Regions from separate parts of the Xenopus laevis genome. Here region 2 is linked to region 1. A link is a contact called in public Hi-C data. All regions are on one chromosome and are shown on one strand. Each heading gives the region's core, a stretch centred on a gene start, on an enhancer-like site or on the middle of the called end of the contact. The rest is flanking DNA. Distances are from core to core; before and after follow the strand shown.

Region 1 (6,914 bases), core at 2,308-4,807:
CCTTTTATTTTACAAAAGGGGTACATTATTCACTATATTATCTAGTATTTATCTACAGTATTTACAATGCCCTACATTGTAAATTATATCCTTTTAAATGGCAATTTATGACTTAAAGAAATACGGACATCATGTGCACTGTCCCGCAATCTCTCCCAGCAACTCCAGCCCCCTCACTGAACACCCAGTACTGACTCTCCTGCTGTCTGCACCCCCACTTGTTGGGTCCTCCACTCCTGCACTGCTTCCAAACCAGTCTATCCATCAGTTCAGCCACTACCCCTGCTACTCTTTTCCCTTTCACCTGTCCCCAGATTTATTATGGCCGTGGATGACACCAGCTGTAGGTGACCCGATCCAGGTGAAAGGAACAGAGGTGAGAAGAACCACAGGGCAAGGATACAGTGGAAAGGAGGAAGACAACAGAGGGGATAGTTGTCATCTTTTACCTGGAGACAATCCAGGCAGGGGGCAGAGTCAATGACATTTGGGGAGGACCAATGGCAATGATAGGGGCAAAGTTATGATGCGGTATGATAGCAGGTTGAATCTTTGGCCATGTAGGCCATGTAACCCCAGACAGGCAGTTCTGAGACAGTCCTTCTAAAAATTCGACAGGTGGCAACCCTAGGGGAAGGTGGGAGCTCCCTGAAGACACACACAACAGGTCCAGTGACTGTAGATAATAATTAATAAAGTACCTCCTACTAAAACGTAAAACAATATTAGTAATCACCTGAGAGTTACATGACCTGTACAAAAGCACTCCTCAATGGCATCTAATTTCTTTATAGGGGTGCATTATCCACTGTATAGCATACAGGTCTACCCCAACGGCTCATTAACAGTGACAAAACACAGTGCCAGGTCCAAATAGTGCTGCACAATTGTGCCAGTCAAAATGCCATTCAGTAAAGTCATTGCATCTTTCTATACTTTATACATGTGCCATACCGGTTGCTCCTGCCTTACTGTACAGGCACAGCCCTCTGGCCAGGGGTCATCCACAGCGGCACAGAGCCGAAAATGGGCACCACCAAATGCTGAAAAAGTTTTGCTCCTTTGTAGAATCCTAAATAAGTTCCTCCACATGCAAAGTTTTTGGAATGCTGGGTAACACTGCCATGGGTCATATGCTTTGTCTTTTAGAGAATAGTACCATTTGTTCCTCCTCACTTTAAGGATCTTGTTGAAGCAAACCCAAATACATGTGTGAAAACCCCCATGAAACATCTTTATAGATCTATAGCAAGAGCACTTTCTAGAGTAACATCTTGTAAATAGGAAGCAGAGAACAGACTGAAGTAAGAGAATGATTACAAAATTGAGGGCAAATTGCAGCTTAAATTTTAATAACATAAAATGTGTTATATATTAAGCCAGGGCCAACAATATCCCTTCTATACTCAATGTACCCAGAAAGCCAACTTGCTTTGTCCTTACCTTCTGCACGGTGTACTCTGGTAGCTTCCCACATTTACCAAAGACTGAGCCATGGTCTTTAGTAGTGAGCCGCTCAAGCTTGGCCCTGAGAGACTGTTCCTCCTCAGAGACAATGCGATAGGTTCCAGTCTGTAGCCAAAAACAGAAATACCTTTTCTAACTGAAACATATTTATCATGCCTTATCTTAGTTTACCAACAGCTTTTGCTTTCTTTTTGCCAATATTATTATTTTTTCCTTCTTATTCGGCTAAAGCAGCACATGGATAAACTGATGATTTTCAGACTTCGTTAAATGAAGAAAGCAGTAGGGTTGCTATGGGTAGGTGTTGTTGAACCCCCTTATGGGGGACACTCTGCATCTTGCCCTGGATTGGAGTTCATTGTAACTGTTGTGTTGGTAAAATGAAAGTAGTTTCATTGTCACTGCTCTCCGGTGTTAATTTCCAGGAATAACACAAGAGATACAGATAATTCTTAAATAAGCAAAGAGCAAAAAAAAAACTATTTTTAATTGAACTTACACTGAACATAGGTGTATATTCCCCTACATTTAGCCCCATTAACAGTAGTACGCAAAGGAAAAAAAAGGAGCCAAGCAGTAAAGCGGTAAAGCCACATATGCCCAGGGGAGATTGTATTGCTAGTCTCTAACATCAGGAGAATACTTACTATCTCTGACATTTGACTTCTTCTGTCTTCACGCAAGGAGCTGGGAAAATATTTACAATAAGATGAAGTGTGAGAAACCATTTGGTTTGTTTAAACAATATTTTAGTCCATTTATATACAGCAAACCCTGCCCTTTCTAAATCCAGTCTCCCACTATTCTGTTACATGCACGATCATAGATCATATTGCATTCTTTCTTCTGGGCCCAGGGCACCCTCTTCTCTATGACTATATACACAAAGGTGTGCACATTTTGCATTATTGGTATGTAACAAATGAGGATTCTGCCAGACCCTTCCCATCAGTGATCTGATCAGTGATCTGATGATCTAGGAAGCTCCGAATTACGGGATGGCCTTCTCCCATAATGGACTCCATTTTATCCAAATAATAATCTTTAAAAATGATAATAATAAAACAGTACATTGTACTTGATCCAAACTAAGATATATAAGAATTAATCCTTATTGGAACCAGCCTATTGGGTTTATTTAATGTTAAATGATTTTGTAGAAGACTTAAGGTATGAAGACTTAAATCACAGAAACCCCAGGTCCCAAGCATTCTGGAAAACAGATCCTTTACCTGTTCTGTGGGAATGAGTGTCACTTAGTTTAAGCTATTGCCTATAAATTAATGCAGGAAAAAATGACGATAACTTGTAGGCCATAATTGTAACTTTATATACAATGCATTAAGCCAAAAATATGGTATTTTCCACCTGGATCTGGGCAGGTCCCACTGTCTGAATAAAAATATTAGTGGCGGTGCCGCTAACAGACTGACAGAATATGATTTGCAAGATTATTTAGTTCCATGGTAACTAAACTGAAACATTAGTAAGCATTACATTTAAGAGCGATTTCACTTTTTTTCCCCCCAGTCTCACTGAAAAGAATTTTAATTTAGAAAACAGGTGGCACATTAGGAAAACATTTTATGATTTCCTTTGGGTCTCGAGATGAGGCAAAGGGAATTCTAGGATACTTGGAGAGCATCAAACATTGGGATGGTAATCTGGCCATTAACATTCGAGCAATGTGTAACAAGTGGAGCCAGCGATGCTCAGACAGAAAACCCCATTGTGTCTGGGACTTTGGGAAACACTCTTCCTTCTGTTCTGTTTATGCTGGTACTAATTCAGCTTAATAAACCCGTAGTATCATTAAATGGAAAACATCTGTTTCCTTTACTGGGAATAATCATCTTTTCACATTCTTTCTCACTCACTAGTGATGTCAGAAGAAGGGAAATCTCTTATCTAGCTAAAGGAGCTGGTAAAAGAGCTAAAACAGCAGTTTCAAGCCCAGTTAAGCCTTACCCCATGCCCAGTACTCACCGCAAAAGAGTGGCACAAGTGCTGGTTTGGCTTCAGCTACCAAAAGCAAGTCAAGGTGTTAATAAAGCAGGACGGATGGGCAGAACGTACCCAAGATCTGTGCTGTCGAGAGAAAAAGCAGCCAAAGCTTTCTATAGTCATCGGGTTAGGATTATCCGTCACAAGGCATTACTCAGTCAGGCTTATTAATTAAATCAGCACAAAACACTCCATGCCATTAAGTGCCACAAGAAAGGAGGAGAAAAGTTACTGGTCGGCAGAGAAATGACGTGGGGGCAGGGAAAGTAACCCTCTGATTAATCCCATGAAATCAAGAGAGAGCTTTGCTAAGCACTGCCGACCCTTTGGTTAGATCCTCTAAAGTGTTAACTTCATCCACTAGTGCAAGGGTCTGCAACCTTTTTTACTCATGAGCAACATTCAGATGTAAAAATAGTTGGGGCACAACACTAATATAAAAAATATTCCTGGGGGGTACCTAGGGTTGCCACTTTTTGTGGAAAAAAATACCGGCCTTCCTATATATTTATCTTTTTTCCCTATTAATAACATTGGGATCAATCATCATTTTTACTGACAAGGCCGGTAAAATACCAGCCAGGTGGCAACCCTAGGGGTACCAAATAAGGGCTGTGATTGCCCATGTGGTAGCCCCTATGTGAACTGACAGCCTATATTGAGGCTCTGTTTGGCAGTACAGCTGTTTTTTACACAACCAAAACATGCCTCCTGATTTGAGGCCCTGGGAGCAATATCCAAGGGGTTGGGGAGCAACATGTTGGGGTCATGATGAAATAATAATAAATAATAAGAGAGAACGCCGATCTATGATGGGAAATAGTCTGTATAAAGGGACTAATCAAATAATATAAAATAGTAATGGCACCCCCAAAGGAAAGGCTGACCTAAGCCAGATGGGTGTTGAATGGAGGGTGTTAATAGTGGCCCTATAAAGCCATATAAAACTGTCCTCGTATAATATCAAGGCCCTGCTGCCCAAGGCTAAACGGTTAACATTAGTTAGGGACACGAGATAGAATTGTAGCTACAGAACTGCACATACTCCCTGTCTACATTTAGTAGCAATAGACTTACAACAGTTGGGCACAGGAAACCGTTATCTTGAGCAACATGTTTTCCAGAAATGCTGCTCAGATGTCTTGACCCTCTTTTATGGCAAATCTATGTACCCCCTTTCCTTACAGTAAATGCCATGTTAAAAGTATAAAATCTTGAACAAATAGGGGTGACATTTGAAGCTCTCTGTGTCATACTTGCCAAGCTTCCCAAGATTCCAATGTTTTGTTTTATAAACTCTTATTCTGAAGAACCTTGTCTTGGAGTCTTGTTTAATAATAAGGTTCTGCTAAGCAAATTACCATCAATCACCTCACTATAGTCTGAGCACCCCGCATGGGCCTTAATATTAATGATTCTACAAATACAATGATTACAGTTATTGTGAAACTCTCCTTCATTGCTTTCTTAGAACTACAGTCCCAAGCAACAGGGATCTTGTCCTGATCAGCAGATCACTGTAAATGCTGAAGGATCCATGTTATATGATAATAATGCACATACCAAAACTGTACAGGGAACAAGATTTTTGGCCCATGTTTAAAGTCAACAAATAACAAGGGAAGACTTGTGATTTTAAAGGGGAAAAACTGCCTCTTAACAAACACATTTTAGCTGCTATTTTTCATTCTCCATACGTTGCAGGATTGTTTCAGAGCATGCCATTTCATTTTGTGGGCTTTGGATGCTTTGATCAAGGCTTTGGTTTGCTTTCTGATATTTACAAGCTGTGTTTGCATTCAGGCTGCTTTAAACCTAATGCAAAAAGATTTTATGAGCTCTGAAGGACTGTTTAACTTCTTGCTCATACACACGACTGCCTTGTCCTTTTCTCCTGGGCATAATGTTTACATCATTGGAAAGATCCCACTTTTATATGCAATATAAAATTCACTTATCCATCTGCTCACTAAAGCCTGCACCTGAGCCCATAAAGCTAACAGAATGTAAGTGACAGTCAAAACACACATTCCGTTAAGCTCGGTGGGACGTTGTGTCAATATCACGTGAGAGTCAGGCTGAAAGGGCTCAGATGCAGAAGAGAATGCAGCAGCTGACCAGCCAAAGGGAACTTTACTTAAAGGCAAACCAACCTATTACAGGACTCTCTTGGAAGCTGCAAATGTAGTGCCTATAAAATATGGCAACCTACTGTACCTACCCACATCACACACACATACACATACACATCTCATCTTTCTTTCTAATGTTTCGTGGGGAGATTTATTTGGTGTTTTTTTTTAAATTAACATTTGCAGAGACAAAATGAAAAAGAATTAACCTTTATAGTCGTACACTTCAAATTTCTATCATTGGCCAGTAATTTTTTCCTTGTATACTTCCTTCCTTGGGTAAATAATAAATTCATATGAATGATATTCAGATTTCTCTCTCTGCTCTCCGAAGTTCAACCCAGATATCAGGCTTCCTCTTGTTTGTTACCCTTTTGTCAAAAACAGAAATTGTCCTACATTAGTCCACAATGAAGCCTCTGCCAGTCTCATGTACTTCAGCCACAACTCCTCATTTCACCATTCAGACACTTCATTCTAACAATTCTACCATTCAGAATACATTTAAACTAAGGATACTGATGTTTTAAGTAGTTGCCAACTTTACCCCACCCTTTGCCTTAGAATAAATATTCAAGTACTGCCCAAGTCACCTCAAGTATTGACCAAATCATCTCCTCCATTCCTCACTCATTACTGCCTCCCAAACGTGCATTCAGATATGGGTAGAGATTCACCACTTCTCTGGAATTCCCTTCTACATTCCGTCAGACTTTCCCCCTATCTTTAAGCCTTCAAAGAATCTCTTAAAACACATTTACTAAGAGAAGCCTGCGCTTGTTTAGCTTCACTCTCTTACCATTCTTCATACTACACAATAAGTCAAAAGCATCTCTTACCTTCCCGAATCCTGATTTGAGCCAACCACAGTACAAGAATGCACTGTGATTCATTAGCACTTTATATACCAGGGGCCCCCAACCTTTTTTACCCATGAGCCACACTCAAGTATAAAATAATGTTGGAGAGCAACACAAGCATGCAAAAAGTTCCCAGGGATTCCAAATAAGGGCTGTGATTAGACTTGCAGCCAACAGAAGGCTCTGTTAGGCAGTATACATGTTTTTATGAAACTAAAGCTTGCCCTTAAGCCAGGAATTCAAAAATAAGCACCTGCTTGGAGGCCACTGGGAGCAACATCCAAGGGGTTGTTGCTCACTGGTTGGGGATCACTGTTATATACAATACATATCTCATAAGCCTCATTTACCTGACCCTCCTATACAGGTTTCACCTACACCTGAAAAGTGGTTGAAAACAGCCCTGCATACCCCAGATCTTCTTATAAGCAAAGGACCATGCTCCCCATCC
Region 2 (6,914 bases), core at 2,142-4,641, 160 kb before region 1:
CTTGCCCATTTTAGTTTCAAGTTTGTGTTATGAAAATGTGACACTGGGCACCTTCTTAGTACATTCCCCCACTGAATCCTAACTCTTACATCATGTTACTTAAAGGCACAGGAAAACAAAGTATCTGCTTCCAGATCTGTGCATTTGCAACCACTCTTTAGGTTAACAAATTAATTACTCCCTGCACCCCTGAGACTATGCGAATCTCTTACAAGCTGAAAATCACAGTTGTCATTCTATAGTACTATATATTCTTCCTGGAGTATATTCTGAAGACTCCTATCCAATATCCTTCTCAAGCACGTCTACATAAAAATAGGGGCAAAACTTTGCCCTGATACAGTACAACCTATAATTTAGAACAGTGATCCCCAACCAGTAGCTCACGAGCAACATGTTGTTCTCCAACCCCTTGGATGTTGCTCCCAGTGGCCTCAAAGCAGATGCTTATTTTTGAATTCCAGGCTTGGAAGCAAGTTTTAATTGCATAAAAACTAAGTATAGTACCAAATAGAGCTTCTTGTAGGCTGCCAGTCTACATAGGGGCAACCAAATAGCCAATCACAGCCCTTATTTGGCACCCCAAGGGACTATTTTATGCTTGTGTTTCTCTCCAACTCTTTTTACATTTGAATTTGGCTCACGGGTAAAAAAAGGTTGGGGACCCCTGATCTAGAACAACCTCATCAGCAGGTTGCCAGGAAAACTCGGCCTCAGTTACTACAAGTTTCTGATTATCGTACTATGTTTTGAAGTTTCCTGAACTATTTTTACTGCCTGCATATCTTGTAACAACTTTCGGTTTCTGATGTAGTGTGGTTATGTGGTATTGATAAACCTCCAACATACTGTGCACCACTCTACAATAACCATATGGCATTGGCAAATACAACAATACACACATTTACACTGATGTAAGAGCTGAAATGCGTGTTTAATTTTAAGAGCTTACAGCCAAGAAGGTAACATCCCACAAAGATAATGTTATGAGCCATGGCTATTTTGATAAGATGCAGAATTATAGACTACATTCAATATGAGGGGAGCGATTAATGTCCTGTCTCCAGCTTTATTTTCTTATCAAACTGAATATAGACCCAAGTTTCACAGTCAACATTTTGCTGTTGCTACTGTAGATATTCAAAAGCAGAAATGTGTGTAGTAATAAGTAACTCTGTAGCCCACAATGGCAATAGTCAAAACTAAAATCAAATTCGCCTTTAGTTTATTTATTACCTAAGGAAGTCATGAAGATGTGCTCAGTTTCCAAAAAAACTTTAAACCTAGGCTGGATAATGTTTAATGGGGTGCTGACCTGTGCACAGAAGAAGGAAATTGTACAAGATATGCTAAGGCAATGTATAACCAGCTAACCAGTACGGCAACAGAGCTAATTCAAAAGGAATTCTAAGTAGGGAAGTTAAGCCCTCAGGGTCAAAAGATGACACCACTACATTACTAAAGAGGTGGAAACCTGGAATACCGTCATGTATATTTTTTCTTTCTTCGTAAAGGTTCATTAGCTAATAACCCATCTCCATTATCGCAAGCTGCAGTGCCTGTCCACTAATATCTTTGAATCAGGCTCCGAGATTGCTTAAATTTCTTCCATATGGTGAGAAGCGTCCTATCAAGGCAGGACTATCCGATGGGCTTAATATTTATATGACATATATCATATTTACATTTTTCATGAGAGAAGCATGTATCCATGTCAGTGAGTGTATATTTAGATAAGTGAGTATGTGAGAGTGGACAAGTGTGAGCGCCACTGAGTGTGTGTCTGTGGGTAAATAAGTTGTCAGAGATTGATTCTGAAAGAGAGATTGAAATCAAGTGCCAACTCCAAGGGAGAACGGTCTGTGTATATATATATATATATCTATATATAGATATATATATATACCACAATGAAAAGACCGCACCAATCAGGTCTTGAAAAAAAGTGAAAAAAATATTTATTCAACATTTCGGCTCCTCACTTGAGCCGTCTTTTTTTCAAGACCTGATTGGTGCGGTCTTTTCATTGTGGTAAATATGGCTTTTTTGACCTGCACACAGGTATGTGAATGAATGTTTGCCGAGTGCACCATACTGGATCTCTGTGAGTATATATATATATAGAGATAGATAGATAGATAGATAGATAGATAGATAGATAGATAGATAGATAGATAGATAGATAGATAGATATAGATATATATATGGAACATGGGGGAACACTCACCAATCAAAAACACAGCAAACATACAAAGAGTAAATGATTTTAATAGACCAGTAAAAGAAATTCCAACGTTTGATCACATCATAGTGATCTTCCTCAGGGAAGATCACTATGATGTGATTGAAACATTGGAATATCTTTTTTTGGAATATCCACATGTTTGGATAAGAGAAGTTGTGTGTAGAGGTGGTGTCTGTGTTAGTATTAGTGAGGGGTGTGTGGCAATGTGTGTACATGACAGAAGGTGGAAATGTGGGTGACAGTGGAATGTGTGTGTCTGTGTGCTGTTACCAGCAAGTGAGAGAGTGAGAGAAAGAGCATGTGTGTATGTTAGTGTCGCTGATAGAAAGGGGGACCATTACATATACACATCTGTATCACACTTGGAACTGTGCAGATATAAAGTAATCTAATAATTCCAAATACAAACTTGAGTTGAAATAAAGGAAGAGCAAAGAAGAGACAAAAGAAATGACTTAAATAGTCACACTTGAACTCCAAACGCTTCCTTCTAACAAAAGACAACGAGGGCAGATACAAACAGGTCCTGCTGTCTGACTGGTGATGATCAAAACTGAGAGAATTCAATGTTTTTTTGGGAGGGGGTGCGGGTGTTACAAAACAAATGCAAACTATAAACAGCTATTTAAATAGCTTAGTAAAATACAAACATTCACTCCTGAAGTTCATATGTATAACTGACTGTACCCAGTGATCTTGAGAGTGCAGGGAATTAGCAAGATAATAGGAAGGAACACAGGATTGTACAACACTGATATTAGCACAACAAAGAGCACTATTGCAATACAGACATTAAGAAGGTAAATGAGGGGAGGTTGCTCTTTTTTCTGTTCAATTGAATATAATAATAATCTAATAATACATCTCACTGACTGCCTTTTGTTAGTACTTGTCCCCCCTCTCTATATCCCTTTAATTGTCTTCATATCCTTGCGATGCAATTGAAGTGTGATTGTAAAGGGAGGCTGAGAAGGAGAAGTGTCTGACAGTGAGGTGGGAGAGGGGTGCTGTTCCTAGAGGGTCTTACTGAGCAAGTTTCTTGTGAGTCAGGTAAGGGAGGGTTGCTTCATACTTACAGTTCAGTGACCTGCCCTGTTTCTGGATGTCTCTGACAAGCCCTTTGTATTTCCTATGCACCCTCTGCTTTGGGGTCTGGAAGTCTGTAGTAAAATGTGTTTGGGCTCCAGTCTAATAATGAGCGCTGATTGGCAGAGAGGAAGGGGAGCGCGTCACAACAGCCAAGCCCTCACTTGGCCCCTAGACTCAGCCTCTTAAAGTCACACGGGCGCGCGCAGCGTTTATGTTACAATGAATGAATAAGCGGGGAAGGTGCCAAAAGGAGCGAGTGCAGTATCCAACTCTAGTACGGATGATATAATTGCCAGTAACAGCTGCACCAAAGTCTCACTCCCCCAGCCTGAACTAAATAACTGCCCCATGTTGCGCTCCTCTCCTCCCACCCCAGCTGAAACGCAGGCACAGGCTATACACCCGCCGCCTTACAGAATGCAGGTAACGTTGCGCCCTGCTGCTCTCCCTCACAGCCAGTCACATAGTAACATAGTAACATAGTAAGTAAGGTTGAAAAAAGACACATGTCCATCGAGTTCAACCTTTTTTTTTTTTTTTTATTAACTACCTATCTGCCAGTTGATCCAGATCCCAGATCCAGATCCCTTCCCAGAGACTATTATTGCTAATGCGACTATGCACCAAACTATACCTGCTATCCCACAACCACACTCCCTTCCCAGAGACTATTATCCCACTGTTACTATATAGGCACCATCTCTCCCTACTATACCTGCTATCCCATAGTCACAGTCCCTTCCCAGAGACTATTATGGCCACTTCTACTTTAGGCACCATCTCTCCATACTATACCTGCTATCCCACAGTCACACTCCCTTCCCGAGACTATTATCCCACTGTTACTATAGGCACCATCTCTCCCTACTATACCTGCTACCTCACAGTCACACTCCCTTCCCAGAGACTATTATCCCACTGTTACTATAGACACCATCTCTCCCTACTATACCTGCTACCTCACAGTCACACTCCCTTCCCAGAGACTATTATCCCACTGTTACTATAGGCACCATCTCTCCCTACTATTCCTGCTATCCCAATGCCACACTTTCTTCCCAGAGACTATTATTGCCTCTTCTACTTTAGGAACCATCTCTCCCTACCATATCTGCTACCCCACAGTCACAGTCCTTTCCCAGAGACTATTATCCCACTGTTAGTATAGGCACCACCCTTCCCTACTATACCTGATATCCCACAGTCACAGTCCCTTCCCAGAAGTTATTATCCCACTGCTGCTATATGCACCGTCTCGCCTTACAAAAATATTAATTCACTTCCTTTTTTTCATAATTTAGCTAAACCCTCCAGAGAATCCAGGCAGTTCAGCAAAAGCTACACTCAAAAGTATCCAGACACTTTCCTCTTGCATTAAGAAATTGGCTCTCAATATGCTGCTATAGCAACCCTTGACTTTCTGGGAAGAGATTAGAGCGAGAGACTACAATGGTGGTAGAGACACTAGCCTGAACCATGAAATACAGCCCTAGACCATTATGTCTCCTGTACCTAAGAGTAAAGCTGGCCATAGGCGCAAAGATCCCATCGTTCGAATCCTTGAACAATCGGACTTCCCCATCTCCAGACCTGCTCCTAAAGCTGGCCATAGATGCAAAGATCCGATCGTATGAATCATCGTACGATCAGACATTCCCATCTCCCGACCTGCCACTAACCATTCCAATCAAATAAAGTAGTAAAAGAACAGATCAGCCGATGTTCTGCCCCTGAGAGCAATCGTACAAAAGTTATGTCCGACCAAAGCTAGTGACAGTCTCCCTCTGAAAATCGTACGATCGGCAATACATGCAGAGAAATTATCATCAGCCGACGATCTCCATGGGACGAAAAATGTTGGGACTCTCCACACACAGTCCGAAAATCGGATTTTTGCATCTATGGCCAGCTCTACCATCAAGAAATCGGGCAGGTAGTGTTTTCCTAGTATCTGACTAACCTAGAATTTTTATTCACACTACCAGAAATTCAATATCCATTTCTGCCAATGGCACTGCACATAGTGAAGTTTGGTTTGTTTGCTCTGATCACCTATAAAACAAAACACCACTTTTTGTGCTGACATTACTTCTGGAGAAAGTCTGAAGCTCAACAGTGGATGTTCCAACTGAGGACATGACAATTTAAATGGAGTGTAGGGATACTTTTGGCTTAACAATGTGTCTGGATACTTTTGGTCATATAGTGTATAACTGAATAACTCTCATCATTAGTTTCTCTAGTTATGTTGATGATCTGTCTAATGTTGCAGGAATACATTCTATATGGCACAATTTATGCTTTCTGCTTAGTATGTACATGCTCAGATACATTCTTGCTTTATTCATTTGGCATCCATTGCTTTTGAACAGCTGTGCATTTAAAAGTTGCTAGTGGATGTCGAATTCTTGGCTAGTACAAGTTTTTGTGGCATCTATTACAGCATACATCACTGGGTTCTGGACTGAAATTCAATAGTATACAAACAGTTTCATTATTTATCCAACTGTCATTTATCAAGGAAATAAATCTGCTGCAGGAAATGAACAGTGAATGATCTTAACTAGAAATGGACTCTGCCAGGACATAAGGATTAAAGGGACTGTATTTTATTTCTCAATCCTTTTCCATTATTTACATGGTCAGTTGCTTACATAGAATCATTGTTATTTTTTGTAGAGCCAGCGAAAACTTTTTTTTAGTTTTGAAGGGGTTGTTCACCTTCCAAACACTGTTTTTGATGCAGATTGTTCACCAGAAATAAAGGCTTTTTCCAATTGTTTTCCATGTTTTATTTTTTTTACAGTTTTTCCAAAATACACCAATGAAACCACACACGCATGATCATATGCGTTTTTCAGCCAGTAATTTTCTTTTCCCAACATGCATTTCTGTTTTTTCACATTCCCCACAATTCCACTCAGAAGAATTTTAATAAAGTTTTGCGGAAAACAATTTACACGCAGAATGTAGCAGTAATGCTTGTCAATACGCAACGTAATTACTTTACTAGCATACAACGGCATAAATACATATATACCAAATCCATCCCGCGAGAGTTTGGCCGCCATGTTGAAAATACGCAGTATATTTCAGCAAAGTGTATTTCTAAACCTGCGGATCCCATAGAGTTTAATAATATGGTGTTTTCTTGGCGTATTGGCGTTTCTGCTAAAAAAAAAAATGCAAATACCGGCATCTTGTGGCTGATGTTGGCTCGCAATCGCCCCCTGGGAATTGCTATAGTGTGTATTCCATTATTTTCAATAGGGCTTCATGTTGCTGTACGGTTTTAAAAAACGCAACATAAAAATGCCACGTGTGACCTTGCCCTTAAAGTTTAATGTTCATCCATCTGGTGTTTAAGTCGGCCAGCTAAATAATCCAGGTGTCGATTCTGAAATGTTACAATCTGCTCTATTAGTTGATACATTTCTCAGCAGCATCTGTGGAATATTATAAACTATTGTATCAATTCTAAGTGCACTGGATGAATGCTTTGGGGAATGTAAATTGCCAGTAAACCCATCTTTCTTTTACACTAGTGCACTGTTCTACCTGAATCCTGCCAATTGGGAAA

What was found. A called contact is a pair of places that touch in the nucleus more often than the background predicts.
Region 2: a contact with region 1 is called in a Hi-C map of the XL177 cell line, with 2.3 times the contacts expected there. The contact joins the promoter of hapln3.L here to the promoter of rlbp1.L in region 1.

The regions. Positions count from the first base shown.
Region 1 is chr3L:115,551,706-115,558,619 of Xenopus_laevis_v10.1, reverse strand. rlbp1.L (retinaldehyde binding protein 1 L homeolog) reads right to left here and starts at 3,557. Exons shown (of 8, transcript NM_001086917.2): 1 at 3,454-3,557; 2 at 2,115-2,154; 3 at 1,444-1,572. The coding sequence starts at 2,126.
Region 2 is chr3L:115,711,285-115,718,198 of Xenopus_laevis_v10.1, reverse strand. hapln3.L (hyaluronan and proteoglycan link protein 3 L homeolog) reads right to left here and starts at 3,391. Exons shown (of 7, transcript NM_001086162.1): 1 at 3,322-3,391.